2 separate regions of the Anser cygnoides genome follow, and region 2 is linked to region 1. Evidence: chromatin contacts called from public Hi-C data. All regions are on one chromosome and are shown on one strand. The core of a region is the stretch at or near the end of the contact, and the rest is flanking DNA. Distances in the headings are between cores, read along the strand shown.

Region 1 (6,833 bases), core at 1,450-3,949:
AAAGGGGGGAAAAAAAAAAAAAAAGGCGTTGAGGAGGCAAGGAGACGTGCACGAAGGAGGACAGGCTGCATAGGGTGACCCCGTCCCTGCACCCGCACCCACCCCTGCGGTGCCGCGGTGTCCCTGCAGCCCCAAGGGGGGGGGACACCTGCCCCAAAATCGCCCTGCGCCCCCCCCGGGAGGTGTTGGGAGGGAGGCAGAGGGACCGTCCCCAAGGGTGCCAGGTTGGGGACGGGTGCCGTCCCCGCTGAGACCTCTGCAGGAAGCCCCAAAGGGGCTGGGGAAAGCAGGAGCCGGAGCAAAGGCAGCGCGAAAAAAACATCAAGTGCCTTGGAGGGGGGGTGGGTGGGGGGGGGAATGTTTGGGGACCCTTTTGTGCCCGGCGAGAGCCTCCGGGTGCCCGCAGCCTGCCCACGTCACCCCCGGTTGGCAGGAGGGGACGGGAGGGGGACGCGGTGACACGGCGATGCCCCGCGGAGGCTCCTCCACCCACGCGGGGCTGGGGGCTGCTGCGGGATGAGCCCCCCCCCAGCACGGGGCAGCCCCCAAAAGGCTGGAAACGGTCCCCAAAACGAGGGGACAGCACTCCAAGGCGAGGCCAATCCGGAGGGCACCGCTCCTCGCCATCCCTAAGGGCTGCGGGTGATGCCGGTGGGGGGGGGGGGGACGGGGGCAAGTTTCGGGGACCCCCGCCCCCCCTGATGTCCGGAGAGCTGCAGTTGAGATCCCAGATCCCAGCCCCAGCGTCTCCCGGGGGGCACCGGGGGCCACCGGAGAGGGGACGGAAGCCCGGAGGCCGGATCCTGCCCCGCTGCCGGAGGCCACCCCATGGGTGTCGGGTGGGGGGGGGGAGGTGGGGGGCGCAGGTGGCCCCGGCGGGTGCCGTGTCCCCAAGGCGGGTGTCACAGCATGCTGCTGGTGCGCTCTAGCGTCAGCCGGCATTAATGCATCGCCTGCACCGCGCAGCGCGCATGGGTGCGCCCGGATCCGCTGCTCTCCCCCAAAAGGGTTCTTTTTCCGTGGGGGGGGGCGCACCCCCCGTCTGTGTGCCACCCCCCGCGTCACCGTCGGGGGCTCGGGGGTGTCGCGGGGCAGGTGCCCCGTTTGGGGACTGGGTGGGGAGGGGGGTGGGGGGGGGACAGAAGCCCCCGGAGCACCCTGAGTTGGGGGGGGGGAGGCAGCGGGGCCGGAGTGGGGGGGGGGTCGCTCCCCAGGGCTCGGGGGGGACGGGGAGCGAGATGGCAGCTTCCTGCCTGATTGCTAATTATCCTCGTTACTCCGTGTCAGGCGCTCTCTGAAGCGCCGCGGTGATTTGCTCTCTCCCTGTAATTAGGCACGGCGCAATTACCGGTTAATTCGAGTTCGAGCTCCGCGTCCCCCCCCCCACAACCACCTCGCCACCAAGGCCTCGCCACCACGTCCCCGCTCGGCACCCCGGGGCCCCCCCCTTTGCCCCCTGCCTCCCCCCCCCCATGGTGCCAGACCCCATCCCCTCCATGCAGGGGGCTCGGGGGGGGGCTCGGGCACCGCTCCCAAGGGTGCCAGGAGGACGGGGTGCGGAGCAGCACCCCCCCCGTGCCCACGCGCAGCTCCCACCCCGTCCCCAGCGGGGCCATTTTAGACCCCACGGGGGGCGTCCAGGTCCCGTCCTCAGCTCCCGTCCCTGGGGGGACAGCGGCGCAGGGACAAACCCGCGGCAAAATCCGCCCCCTCCGTGTGCTTTGGCGCAAAAAAACAAAACAAAAAAAACAATAAAAAGAGGAAAAAGCAGCGGGCAGCAGCACAGCTCCTGTGGCTTCCCAGCAGCTGGCTCGCTCGGGGATTTCCTCTCCCCGTTGGGCCCCACGGCGTTGATTCGGGAAGAAACGCGGCTCCTTTGGGCTCCTTTGGGCTCCCCGGGGAGGGCAGCGGGAAGCCTGCAGCGGGCGGGTGCAGGATGTGGCCCCCCCTGCAGCACCCCCGAGCCCCCAGCAAAGGCACCGCAGCACCGGGCCCCGCGTCGTGCCAGGGCTGCACCGGGGGGCACCGACCCCGCTCTGCGCTCACCAGGGGGATGCTCAGGCCCCCCCCCCCCAAGAGCTAATTAATCCTGCTGCTCAGGCAGAGCTCATTAGTGCTGGTGCAGCTCGGTGCTGCTCCGGCTGCCCCGGCACGGGGTGCCCTTCCCGGCAAGGAGCGAGGTCGGAGCGCGGGGCACGCACGGGGAGGGAAGGGGCAGGCTCGTGGGGCCGCATCCTGCCCCCCCTCCCCGGGATGGCTTTTCCCGCGTGTCGTTTTGTGAGCTTACCCCACGGGAGAAAAAAATAAAAAATAAAAGGAGAAAAAAAAATAACAAAAAGAGGAAAAGAAATAAAAAGAGGAAAAAAAATGAAAAGAGAAAAAAATAAAAAGAGAAAAAAAAAGAGAAAAAAATAAAAAGAGAAAAATAAAAAGAGAAAAAAAAGAGAAAAAAATAAAAAGAGAAAAAAAAGAGAAAAAAATAAAAAGAAAAATAGAAAGAGAAAAAAATAAAAAGTGAAAAAAATAATAAAAAGAGAAAAAAATAAAAAGAAAAAAAGAGAAAAAAAAAAGAAAAAAAAAAAAGAAAGAGGAAAAAAAATAGGGGAGGGGGTGGAGAAAAAGCCCTGCAGAGCTTGAACAAGAGGGAGCGGCGGCCAAGGAAAGCAGGGGAGTCAGCCAAATGCTTCGCTCCGTGGCAGGGAGGGCGCGAGTGGGCCGCCCTGTAAATGTTTTGAATTTCCAAAACAGGAGGGAGAAGCCAAGAGCTGCCGAGCTCCCGAGCACGCCAAGAGGGACAAAGGGCAGCCCTGCGCGGCGGAGGCGCGGGCAGGCGCCCAGCACCCGCGCTCCCCAGCCCCAGCCCCCTGGGGGGCTCCGCCAGCACCGGGGCGAAGCAGTTTTAGGGTTCCCCCCCCCCCCCCCCACCACCACCCCGTTTCCCCGGCTCGGGGATAATTATAGGAAGGGAGAGGAAGCGCCGCAGCGCTCGGCGGGGGCGGGAGCCGGGCGCCAGCGGGAGGGTGGCGGGTGGGTGGTCGGTGGCTCCGCGGGCACGTCCTGCGCGGGGGCGACGCACGGGTGCCGGCAGGATGCGTGCCCGTGGGGACCGTGCAGGTTTGGGGGGAGCCAGCGGAGAAAACCCCGAAGCTGGGGGATGCTCCGGTGCTGGTGCGTGCCCGAGGGCAACCCGCTGGGAACGGGGAGACGGAGGAACCGCGCCATCGGGGTGCTGCGGCACGAGGCAGGGCGCAGGGGGCACCCGCTGCCCGCCCCGGGTTGCTCTCGGGGATGCGAGGACGCCACACGGGCGGCCCAGCGGGGCAATCTCCCCCCAGAAATCTCCCCGAAAAGCACAGCCGGCCCCCCGGGGAAGAAGAAAGGGCTGTGGCGACACGCAGGGAGCTGGGGCAAGCCCCCACGGGAACACCAACGGCACATCCTCTGTGCTCGGGGACGGGAGGGGGGGAGATCCCCAGCCTCCCCGTACCCCGGCTTATGACCTGAAATTATAACCTTCCAACCCAGCCTGCCTAATCCTGCCCCCCCCCCAGGCAGCAAACCCAGCCCCGCTGCCACCCCGCGAGGCCCCAGGGCGAGCCCCCCCCCCCCCCCCGGCGGCATTCCTGCAAGGTACCGCGGGGTTAGGGCCGGGCGGGGAGACAGTACGGGGCCTGTGCGGCCTCCTCGCAGCCAGATGTGCGCTAATAAGGCGGCTGCCCCCGCAGCTAATAAGGTCACTCGCTGGCTCCAGCGAGACGAGAAAACAAGCAGGGGCTTGGCCGCGGTACAGCCCCGACTTGGCACTCGCCGCGCGCCGGCTTCCTGAATTCTTGCTGCTCCGAGAGCGGCGCGGGGAGGCCGCGGGGAGCTCGCGGACACCCCCGAACCCCCCCCGCGGCCCACCCGCCTGCGGCACCCCCAGCGCCGCCGGCACCGCGCCCCGACACGTGGGGCGGGTGCCGGGGTGCCAACGGGGTGGGGGTGAGGACCCCCCCCCGGTGTCCCCAAGGTGTCCCCGAGCCGGCACACCACGAGGAGCGCTCGGGGTCGGTTTCTTGCCCGGGAAAAGCTCCCGGGAAGGGCTGGGGCTGCGGCAGGGGCGCGCGAGGATTCCTGCGAGGTTTTCCCAGCAGCTACACCTCGGCGAGCAGGGCTGCAGCCCCCTCCCTCCCTCCCTCCCTCCCTCCCTCCCTCGCTGATGGCGCCTCCAACTCCCTTTGTTTTAATATTATAAAGCAAGCCAGATGCCGGCTTTAATCCCCTCAGCTGGGGAGGATTTGCAAACACATTAGGAGGCAGAGCCGCTGCGAGCCGGCCCCTGCGCCGCCGCCGCCGCTGCTGCTGCTCCCCGGCCCCACGGCGCTCAGCCCCAGCTGCGGCCTCGGGAAGGGGATCCCGGCCTGGAATTGCCTTCCCGTGCCCCCAGCAGGAGCCGACGAGGTCCCGTCCCGTTGCACACACGTGGATGTGGGGCATCCCCTGGCGTCTGTGGCCCCGGGGAGCACCGGGAGGGCGCAAGGGGAAAAAGGAGAGGTTGGCGCGGGGCACGGGATGCGCCCCAGTGGCTAAACCCGCACGCGTCCCGCTTGCTCGCCCATCCATCCCGATGAAAAAGGGGGTGCAAGCAGGAGACTGCGGGCACGCACCCCAGGTGGGCACACGAAGCTTCCCCAGGGGGAAGGCCAGAGCACGGTGCCCCCCCAGCCCCAAGGGGAGCCCCCCCGCAGAGCCCCCGCCGGCACCGCGAGGGTTTCGCACTGAAGCGTCGCTCCCAAGAGAGCCCCGATGCAAAGCCCGGCCTTCCCCATCCTCCTCTCGACCCGAGGCCGGGCCCCAAATCCTCCCCCCGCCAGCAAGAGCCCCCGGGGCAGCCCCAGGGTGGCACGGGTGAGCTAAGGTCAGCCGGGAGAAGGGGACGCAGGCGGCACAAGGGGGATGGAGTCATTCTGCGACATTTGTCACGGCGCTGACATCGCCCTCCCGCATCCCCAGCGGGATGCTGCCCGCGGGGCTCTGCGCCTCCCTCCGCGTCGACGTGGGGACACCGGGGGGGGGGGGGGGGTCACAGCTCGCCAGATCCCTCCCCTGGGGCGGCAGCAGGGTGAGATCAACCAGGCGGCACCGCAGGACCCATTTATCCCCCGTGGCTGACAGCACCCAGGCGGGACCCCCAGCACCACGGCCCCCGGCACGTGGGGACCCCCGGCACGACGTCTCCACGACGCAGACAGGTGACCGCAGAGCCCCATCTGCCCCCGCTCCCACGAGGCGTACGTTCCACAAAAACAGCCAAAGCGGCCCAAATTGCCCCGAGCCCCTCTGGTTTTTTGTTGGTTTATTATTTTTTTTTTTTAGGGCGAGCTGTTTTGTTAAGACCAGGATCTCCTCCTTAGCAGCCAGGGGTTCAGAGGGAGCAGAGCTCAGTGCTTGAAAACGACGCCTCGTTTGCCAAGGAAATAATCCCAAGGAACAAAAAAAAAAATAAAAAAATAAAAAAAATAGCAGACTCAGAAGATAATTAACTCCACAAAGCAGCAAGCCCGAGAAGCTCCAACCTCTCCTCTGGAACGACCGAGCCTGGGCTCCAAGGACTTATTTCTCGCTGCCTGCAGCACCACGGCACCAGCGCTCGGAGCCCTGGGGATTTTACAGCCTAGGAGCTGCCGGGGCAGATTTGCCCCCCCCCCCCCCAGATTTGCCTCCCCTTCCCGTGCCCGGCTATCCCCTCCCAGTGCCCCTCATTAAATCTGGACCCCATAACCGTGCAGGGCTGTAATGGGGTCTCGCCCTGTCCTTATGGGGGCAGGAATGGGGACACTGGGGCTGGGGGGGCTCGATCCCCAGTGGAGAGGGGAACCCAGGAGCTGGAGAGGGGGGCCAAGGGCTGCTGCTGCCCCCCTACACCCAGACAGGGCAGCCGAACCCCTGGGGTACCCTGCAGCCCCCCCCCCCAATCCCCTCTGCCACCTTTGGGGCCGGTGGAGGGGATGCTCCATGGGGAGCTGCCACCACGAGCGGCCCCGGCAGCATCGCCGCCCCCCCCCCCGCCCGCCCGTGCTGCTCGGCACGGAGGGGAAAAAAAAAAAAAAGGAGAGAAGAGCCGAGAAAAAGCGGTGCCGAGCCAGCCCCCCCCTCGCTGCCACCTCCCCCCCCCCCTCCCCGGCATCCCCCTTCCCTCCCCGCAGCCTCCAGAGGAGCCAACGTCTCCGCGCACCCCTCCAGCCAGGGGATGGGAATGTGGAAGCAATTGCGCTTGGCAAGGCAGCAGCAGTGAGTCAAAAACAGTTGTTTGGCTTGTCAGCCACCCAGGCCCTGCAGCACTCTTGTTTTCCTTCGCCTGCCTTAACCCCTTCCCGCCCCACTCCCCGGCGGGGGCACGCAGCCCGGGGGGGGGCCCCAAGGACAGGGACACCCCCCGAGGGCGCCGCCGGCAGCAGGAGGACGCCCGGAGCTCCCCGAGCATCCCCCGTGGTCACCCCGGTGGGGACACCACCAGCTCCTTGTCCCCAAAAAGAGCATCCCCAGCCCCGCCGTGCCCTGGCAGGGCGAGGGGACACGGCCACGCGTGCCGGGGACCCCAGGTCACCGTCGGGCTGCCTCCTGGGCATGGGACCCCCCCCCCCCCCCCCCCAGTACCCCTAAATGAGGCCGTTTACAGCAGTTTGGTGATTCTGAGACTCCTTCCCCACCAGCTCCTCCAGCCCCTTCCCTGCCTGCCATATGGCAGCGAGGCCACGAGCGTGCCCGGAGCCGTGAGCAGGGGACACGGCCACGTGGCGGGGGCACCTCTCCGTCCCCAGCTCGCCCCAAGCACCACCACCCCCCCCCAGCAA
Region 2 (6,833 bases), core at 3,129-5,628, 93 kb before region 1:
GGGAGGCACGATGAGACCGTGGTGGAGAAAGCAGGCGGGGAGAGGAGGGTTTGCCGGGCTCCCTGTGGGGTGAGAGCGGCAGGGCCGAGTCGCCAACCCCCTTCCCAAGAAGCTTTCCCCAGCAGCTGCGGGCAGGAGGGATGCGAATTTCCCGGCGAAGGGATTTTTGCCGAGGATAATTGTAAGCGCTGACCGGCGGCTCAGAAATGTCAGCCCCTGTCCTGTTGTGTTTTTTTTTCGCACCCTGCTTCTCCGTCCCATTCCGGGGCTGCCCCCGGTCCCTCCAGCTGCAAGATTTTTTCCACCTGGATTTTCCCCAGAGCTCTCGGGGTGCCGCAGGAACCCGAGGGGGTGCTCTGCCGCCCCGTCCCATGGCACGGAGGCGTTTGGTGGGGTCGGGCTCCCGCGCTCCCTCGCCCCGCGGAGCTCAGCGCCGTGCAGCATCCCGACCTCCAGCGGGGCGCACGCAGGCGCCCAGCCCTGGGTGTGAATTTCGCAGCTGGGAATCCCTCAATTTCCTTCACGTGGGGCTCGGGCTTTTCCTAAAAACACACAAATCCCCACCCCGCTCCTCCTGCTCGCAGCCTCCTGCCCCGAAACCCTCCCGGCGTGCGGGAACGGGGGTCACCCACGGCGGGGTGGGCAGGGTGCCGCGGCGGGGCGCCGGGCTCCTTCTCCTCCCTCCCCAAAAAGTTCCTCCCGAAACTCGGCGGCCGAGATTGAGTCAGCGACGGGCCGTGACATCAGCTCGTGGTTTCTCCGCCGAGCGGCAGGGCTTCCTGTTGTGCCCCAGCAGCTCGCCGCGCTCGGGCGCCTCAATATTTATATTTATTTCTATACGCGCGCATAGGCGCGGAGGTGCGCGTTCCTGGCCGGCGAGCTCCGGTTCCTCCTTTCTCGAGGCATCGCCGGCCCCGTTCCCCGTCGTTTCCCGCAGCCCTCGCCTCTCTCTTTTCGCAGCCGGGGCCGGCAGCGGGGCCGGAGAGCCGTACGCCGCGGCGAGGCCCCGCCAAGAGGATGAAAACATGGGGCTCAAGTTATCCTGCCTCAAAGGTGGGTCCGGGAGGGTCCTGGGCGCGCAGGGAGGGCTGGGAGGGAGGTCGCGCTCCGAGGAGCTTTGCTGACTCCTAAAGGCATCGCTGCTGCCAGCGCGGGGCTTGGCCTCTGAAGTGACGCTGCTGCAGCTTGAGCGAGGGGACGCCGGGGGGGGGGGGTGGGTTTCCAGCCCTGGAAAATTCGGGGTACGGTCCTGAGCTCGCTCCCGCTGCCCTGGGCTTGGGGTTTGCTCAGCGGTAGGGCCGCGGGAAGGATGCTCGGGGTCGGGGTGCTTGGGGCCAGGCTGGGAGCCAGGCTGACCCCAAGCATCCTTGGGTAGCAGTGCCCGGCACGGGCCAGCTCGCTGCTGTTTTCCGTAGAAAAATGCTTTTCGTGCTTTTCACCAAACTTCACTTTTCCTAACGGGGGCCGAGCCACCACGGCGCCTGCAGGCGCTCTGGCTCGGCGAGAGGGACGTGGGAGCTGTTGGCGCGCCCAGGCCACTCGTTAGCTCCGAGTGCCACTTGGCAGGGGCTGGGACGTGGGGTTGGGGACGCTGGGGACTTGTGGCACGGCCCGGGCGGGCTGCAGGGACGGCCGGGGGGGCGGTGGCCACCTCGCGTCCCCGCGGCACCGGCACCCGTGCGGGCGCATCCCCTGCTTGGTCCTGGGATGGAGCCAAGGGCGGTTTGGGAAGCGGTGGGAACCCGGTTCCGTTGTCACAGCGAGGGTGTCCCCAGCGATGCTTCACCCCGAAATGAGCCCTCGGAGCCCTGGAGGAGAGGGGACACATCACCCATGGGGTCCCCATCCATGGGGTCCCCGTCCTGGTGTCCCCATCCATGGGGTCCCCGTCCCTGGTGGATAAAGTTTTCCCCCCGAAAACCTCCAATATTGATGAAGTTTAAAGAGCTGCCTCCCCCCTCTGTTTTCTGGTCCATTTAACCCCCCCCCCCCAAAGCAGGATGGAGCGTCAGCACCCACGTGCCCCCTCCCCATTTTTGGGGTGCCCGGCCAGGCAGCCTGGCGCGGGGGGCTTGGGGGTCCCAGAGACCCCCCCCCCCCACCCTGGGGTGGCTGCAGAGAGGGGCTGGGGGACACCAAAGCACCCTGATTTCCCTCCGTCCACCCCAAAACCGGGTCAAAACCGAATTCGTTTGGGGAACCAAACCAAATTTGGGTCCCCAAACCAGCCTCGGCTCCGGCAGACAGGCTCGGAGCCCGCAATAAAACAACGCCCCCCCCCCCCCCCCCCCCCGCCCCGGCTCCCTTACATAAGGCAGGGCTTTATCCTTAATTAAAAAGAGATTAAAAATATCAGTGGCTGTCCCCGCCGGGCATTTTCCTGCTTCAGAGGAGTTAAAACCTCGCTGCCGGGCGCGGAGCTGGGGCTTTTCTCTTGATTAAAAAAAAAAAAAAAAAAAAGCAGATTAAAGCTATCCGCACCCGGCGGGGCGGGTGGGCAACCGGGGGAACAGGGGGGGGGGGGGGGTGGGGGGTGGGGATTCTCCAGTGGCTCGTATAGGGTTGAGCCAACGATGCTGTTCCCGCCCCTTCTTTCTGCAGGCTTGAAGACGTGCGTGAGCAGCGGGACCGGCAGTGGGGGGGTCCCGGCACCGGGCGAAAAACACCTGCACGTGCCCTCCATCATCGTCACGCCGCCCACGCCCACGGGTGCCACGTTGTCCCGGGACGCCCGGCGGGCAACGGGGGGGACGTCGTCGCCCTGCAGCCAGTGCTGAGCACCAGGAGGGGGGCACCGGACCCCCCCGGCATCGCCCCGGGGCCGCATCCTGCCCCGCCGGGGGGGCGACGCTTCCCGGAGAGCAGCTTCGCCAAGAAGCCCCCCGGAGGAGGCCGGCGCGCGAAAGCAGATGGAAATTTAATTTTTTAATGACAGCAGCAGATGGCAAAAGGCACCAAAGTGTGTTCGCGGCACGGCGGAGCCGTTTATAGAGCGCCCGGAGGAGCCGCAGCGCGTGCCGGTGGCGCCGCGGGTACAGCGCCAGGGCGGGGGGCACCCCCGGCCCGCGGCGCCCCGAGCGGCCTGCGGTGGTCGGGGGGTGGGGGGGGACGGGGCTCAGCACCCCCGGGGGCTGGAAGGGAGAGGAGGGGGTGTGGGGGGGTGGGTAGATGGATGGATGGATGGATGGAGGGATGGAGGGATGGAGGGAGGGATGGATGGATGGATGGGTGGACGGACGGATGGACAGGAGGATGAATGGATGGATGGGTGGGTGGTTAGATGGGTGGGTGGTTGGATGGATGGATGGATGGATGGATGGATGGATGGATGGATGGATGGATGGATGGATGGATGAAGGGATGGATAGATTGATGGGTGGGTGCTTAGATGGGTGGGTGGGTGGTTGGATGGATGGATGGATGGATGGATGGATGGATGGATGGATGGATGGATGGATGGATGAAGGGATGGATAGATTGATGGGTGGGTGCTTAGATGGGTGGGTGGGTGGGTGGATGGATGGATGGATGGATGGACGGACAGGAGGATGAATGGATGGATGGGTGGGTGGTTAGATGGGTGGGTGGGTGGATAGATGGATGGATGGGTGGGTGGGTAGGAGGATGGGTGAGTGGTTGGATGGATGGGTGGTTGGGTGGGTGGGTGGGTGGGTGGGTAGATGGATGGATGGGTGGGAGGATGGATGGATGGGTGCTTGTGTGGGGGGGTGGGTGGATGGTGGGGTGGAAGGGTGAGTGGGTGGGCAAGTGGGTGGATGGATGGAGAAGTTGGTGGATGGGTGTGTGGATGGATGGATGTGTAGGTGGGTGGAGAGACGGGTGGATGGGTGGATAGACGGGTGGATGGGTGGATGGATGGATGGATGGATGGATGGATGGATGGATGGATGGATGGATGGATGGATGGATTCATGGGTAGATGGATGGAGGGATGGACGGATAGATGGATGGAGGGATGGGTGGGTGGGTGGATGGTTGGGTGCGGGGATGGGTGGGTGGGTGGGTGGACGTCCCTTGGGTGGACAGGCAGCAGAGGACGGACCACCACAGATGACTGCATTGACAGGCGGAGCAGTGTGAGTGGTACAGGCGGTGCAGGTGCATGGGGGGTGATCAGAGCGGTGGGTGGACGGACAGACGGACGGACGGACGGACAGACAGAGGGACGGATGGAGAAACCGGGCGGGCAACAAGGAAGCAGGCAGCTGTGCGACAGCCAGCGCCTGAACGCGTGCGGCTGCCCGGGGACACACGGTCAGGGCAGGGCTGGGGGAGGCCGGAGGACCCCACAGGGGGTACGGGGGTACCGGGGGTACCGGGGTACGGGGGTACGGGGGGGGGGACGGCCGCCATGCCCCGAGGGGCGCTGCCCGCCCCGGCCGCCAGGGGGCAGCAGGGAGCAGCAGGGAGCGGGGCACACTGCGCATGCGCGGCACCGGGGAGTCGCTCTCTCTCTCTCTCTCTCTCTCTCTCTGCCCCCACGGCGCCCTGGCAACAAGTGCTGAGCGCTGATTGGTCGGCGCACCCGGAGGCGCTCGGATTGGTCCCGCGGCCAGCCGCGCACACCTCCACCCCCGCGGCAACCAATGGGAAGCCAGGGGCGAGCCGGACAACCAATCAGAGAGCTCTGAGTTACGCCGGGTCCCGCCCTCAAGCGGAGACCGCGAAAAAGCGCCCGGCGGCGGGAAGCGGGCGCGGTGGGCGGGGCTTGGAGGCCGCGCAGCCAATGGGGAAGCCGGGCGCGTGGCGGGCCGAGAGCCGGTTCCGGTTCCGGTGCCGGTGCCGGTGCCGTCGCCATGGAGCCGGCCGAGGCGGAGTTCCTGGCCGAGAAGGAGCTGGTGACGATCGTGCCCAGCTTCAGCATGGACCGCGTGCACCTGATCGGGGTGGGGTCCCGGGGTCAGAAATGGGGGTTTGGGGGGCAGGGGTGGGGGTTTGGGGTCAGAAATGGGGGTTTTGGGGTCAGGGATGGGGCTTGGGGGTCGGGGCTGAGGGATTTAGCGCCAGGGGAAGGGTGTTTCGGGGGAACAGGGGTTGGGGGATCTGGGGGATGGAGCTGAGGGGATTTGGGGTCAGGGATGGGGGGTTTGGGTTCAGGGATGGGGATTTGGGGTCAGAAATGCGGGATTTGGGGTCAGAAATGGGGGTTTTGGGGCCAGGATCGGGGGATTTAGGACCAGGGGAGGGTGTTTTGGGGGGACAGGGGTTGGGGGATCTGAGAGACGGACCTGAGGGGATTTGGAGTCAGGGATGGGGGGTTTGGTGTCAGAAATGGGGATTTTGGGGTCAAAGGTGGGGATTTTTGGATCAGGGGTTGGGGGTTTGGGGTCAGGGGTTGGGTGTCAGGGGCCGAGGAGCTTTGGGGGATGGGCTCTGGGGGATTTTGGAGACAGGGCTGGGGGTTTGGGGTCAGGATTGGGGAGTTTGGGGACAGGATCAGGGGGATTTGTGGGTCGGGGATCAGGGATTTGAGTCTGGGGCTGAGGGCATTTGGGGTCAGGGGTTGAGGATCTTTTGGGGCAGGGATGTGGGTTTGGGGTCAGGGGATGGGGGATTTGGGGTCAGGGATGGGGGATTTGGGGTCAGGATCAGGGTTGGAGGATTTGGAGTGAGGATCGGGGGAGGTTGGGGTCAGGGGCTGAGGGATTTGGGGTCAGGGCCTGGGGGATTTGGGGATCGGGGCTCAGGAGCTGCGGGGCAGAGCCTGGGGGGATCAGGGGCAGGGAGAGGGGCTGGGGCAGGCGTTGGGGCAGAGGGGAGAGGAGCCAGAGGGCTGCGGGGTTGGGGGATCGAAGGGTCGAAGGGGGGCAGGGGCTGGGCTGGGGGGGGAGCAGGAGGTGGAGATCCAGGCGCTCCCCGACTCGGGCTTTTCAAAATCAGCCCCCCTGAAAACGCCCCAGGAGCGGCCGGGGCCAGGTGAGACGGGCGCTGCGGTGGCCGAGCCCTTTCCAGCCGCCGCGTTTTCATCTCCGGTTCCTCTTCCAGGGGGACCTGGGCCCTTTCAATCCTGGGCTGCCGGTGGAGGTGCCCGTCTGGCTGGCCGTAAACCTGAAGCAGAGGCAGAAGTGCCGCCTGGTTCCCCCGGCGTGGATGGACGTGGGTAAGCTGCAGCGGGAGCAGGGGAAACACGAAAAGCCTCTGCCGTCCGCCCTTAACGGGGCGCTTGAGTCACCAAATACGAATTAATTCTGAGGGAAGGAGCTGATTTTCCTCCCCTTTATGTTCGCAAGGAATGAAATCTTCCTGGTCGGGTCAGGGCTGTGCCTCCTGTTCCTCCGGGGAGCGCGAGGGACAGGGGGTGAATTTCGGTTTCAATCCCCGGCCCTTCGCTCACCTGCAGCGGGCGGCTGCCTCGCTCCGTGCCCGTCCCGAGCGGTGACACGGCGAGCGGCGCTCGCGTCCCCAGCAGGGCTTCCTCGTGGGGCCCTCGGGCTGCCTTTTTTTTCCCCGGGGGGGAGAGGGGTGGGTGTGGAGCAGGGAAGGGTCTGCCGGCGCCCGACCGCTCCCGGCTGCGTTGCAGAAAAACTGGAGGAGATTCGGGACCAGGAACGCAAAGAGGACACCTTCACCCTGATGCCCAGCCCCTACTACATGGAGCTGACGAAGCTGCTGTTGAACTAGTGAGTAGGAAACGTTTTGTGAGTAGGAAACGTTTTGTGGCGGTTTTCTGCCTCGCCGCCTGCTCGCCCGGATGGTTTCTCGGGCTTTCGGCGACGGCGGCAGCCCCGGAGGGCTGGGGGAAAAGTGAGAGTTCACGGGGGCTTCGTTTACACGGCGTGCCCGGATCCTGCTGCGGCAGTTCCCTCGTGGTG

What was found. Hi-C and Micro-C count contacts between places; a contact is called where the count stands out from the background.
Region 2: a contact with region 1 is called in a Hi-C map of granulosa cells, with 2.3 times the contacts expected there. The contact joins the promoter of GINS2 here to the enhancer-like site in region 1. A contact is called at or near these places in 2 of 7 Hi-C or Micro-C datasets (granulosa cells and liver).

The regions. Positions count from the first base shown.
Region 1 is chr12:2,717,512-2,724,344 of Taihu_goose_T2T_genome, reverse strand. All of the region lies in intron 1 of GSE1 (Gse1 coiled-coil protein), which reads right to left. Among named protein-coding and RNA genes, the nearest start is that of GSE1, 16 kb to the right of the region's middle. Within about 2 kb of position 2,699, at least 2 of the 3 cell types and tissues checked have open chromatin away from gene starts, as enhancers often do. A contact at or near this core is called in liver, where this site is marked.
Region 2 is chr12:2,812,569-2,819,401 of Taihu_goose_T2T_genome, reverse strand. It overlaps GINS2 (GINS complex subunit 2), which reads left to right and starts at 4,378. Exons shown (of 7, transcript XR_010834630.1): 1 at 4,378-4,907; 2 at 6,007-6,121; 3 at 6,542-6,641. It overlaps EMC8 (ER membrane protein complex subunit 8), which reads left to right. Exons shown (of 8, transcript XM_067004665.1): 6 at 961-1,053; 7 at 2,602-3,032; 8 at 6,007-6,121.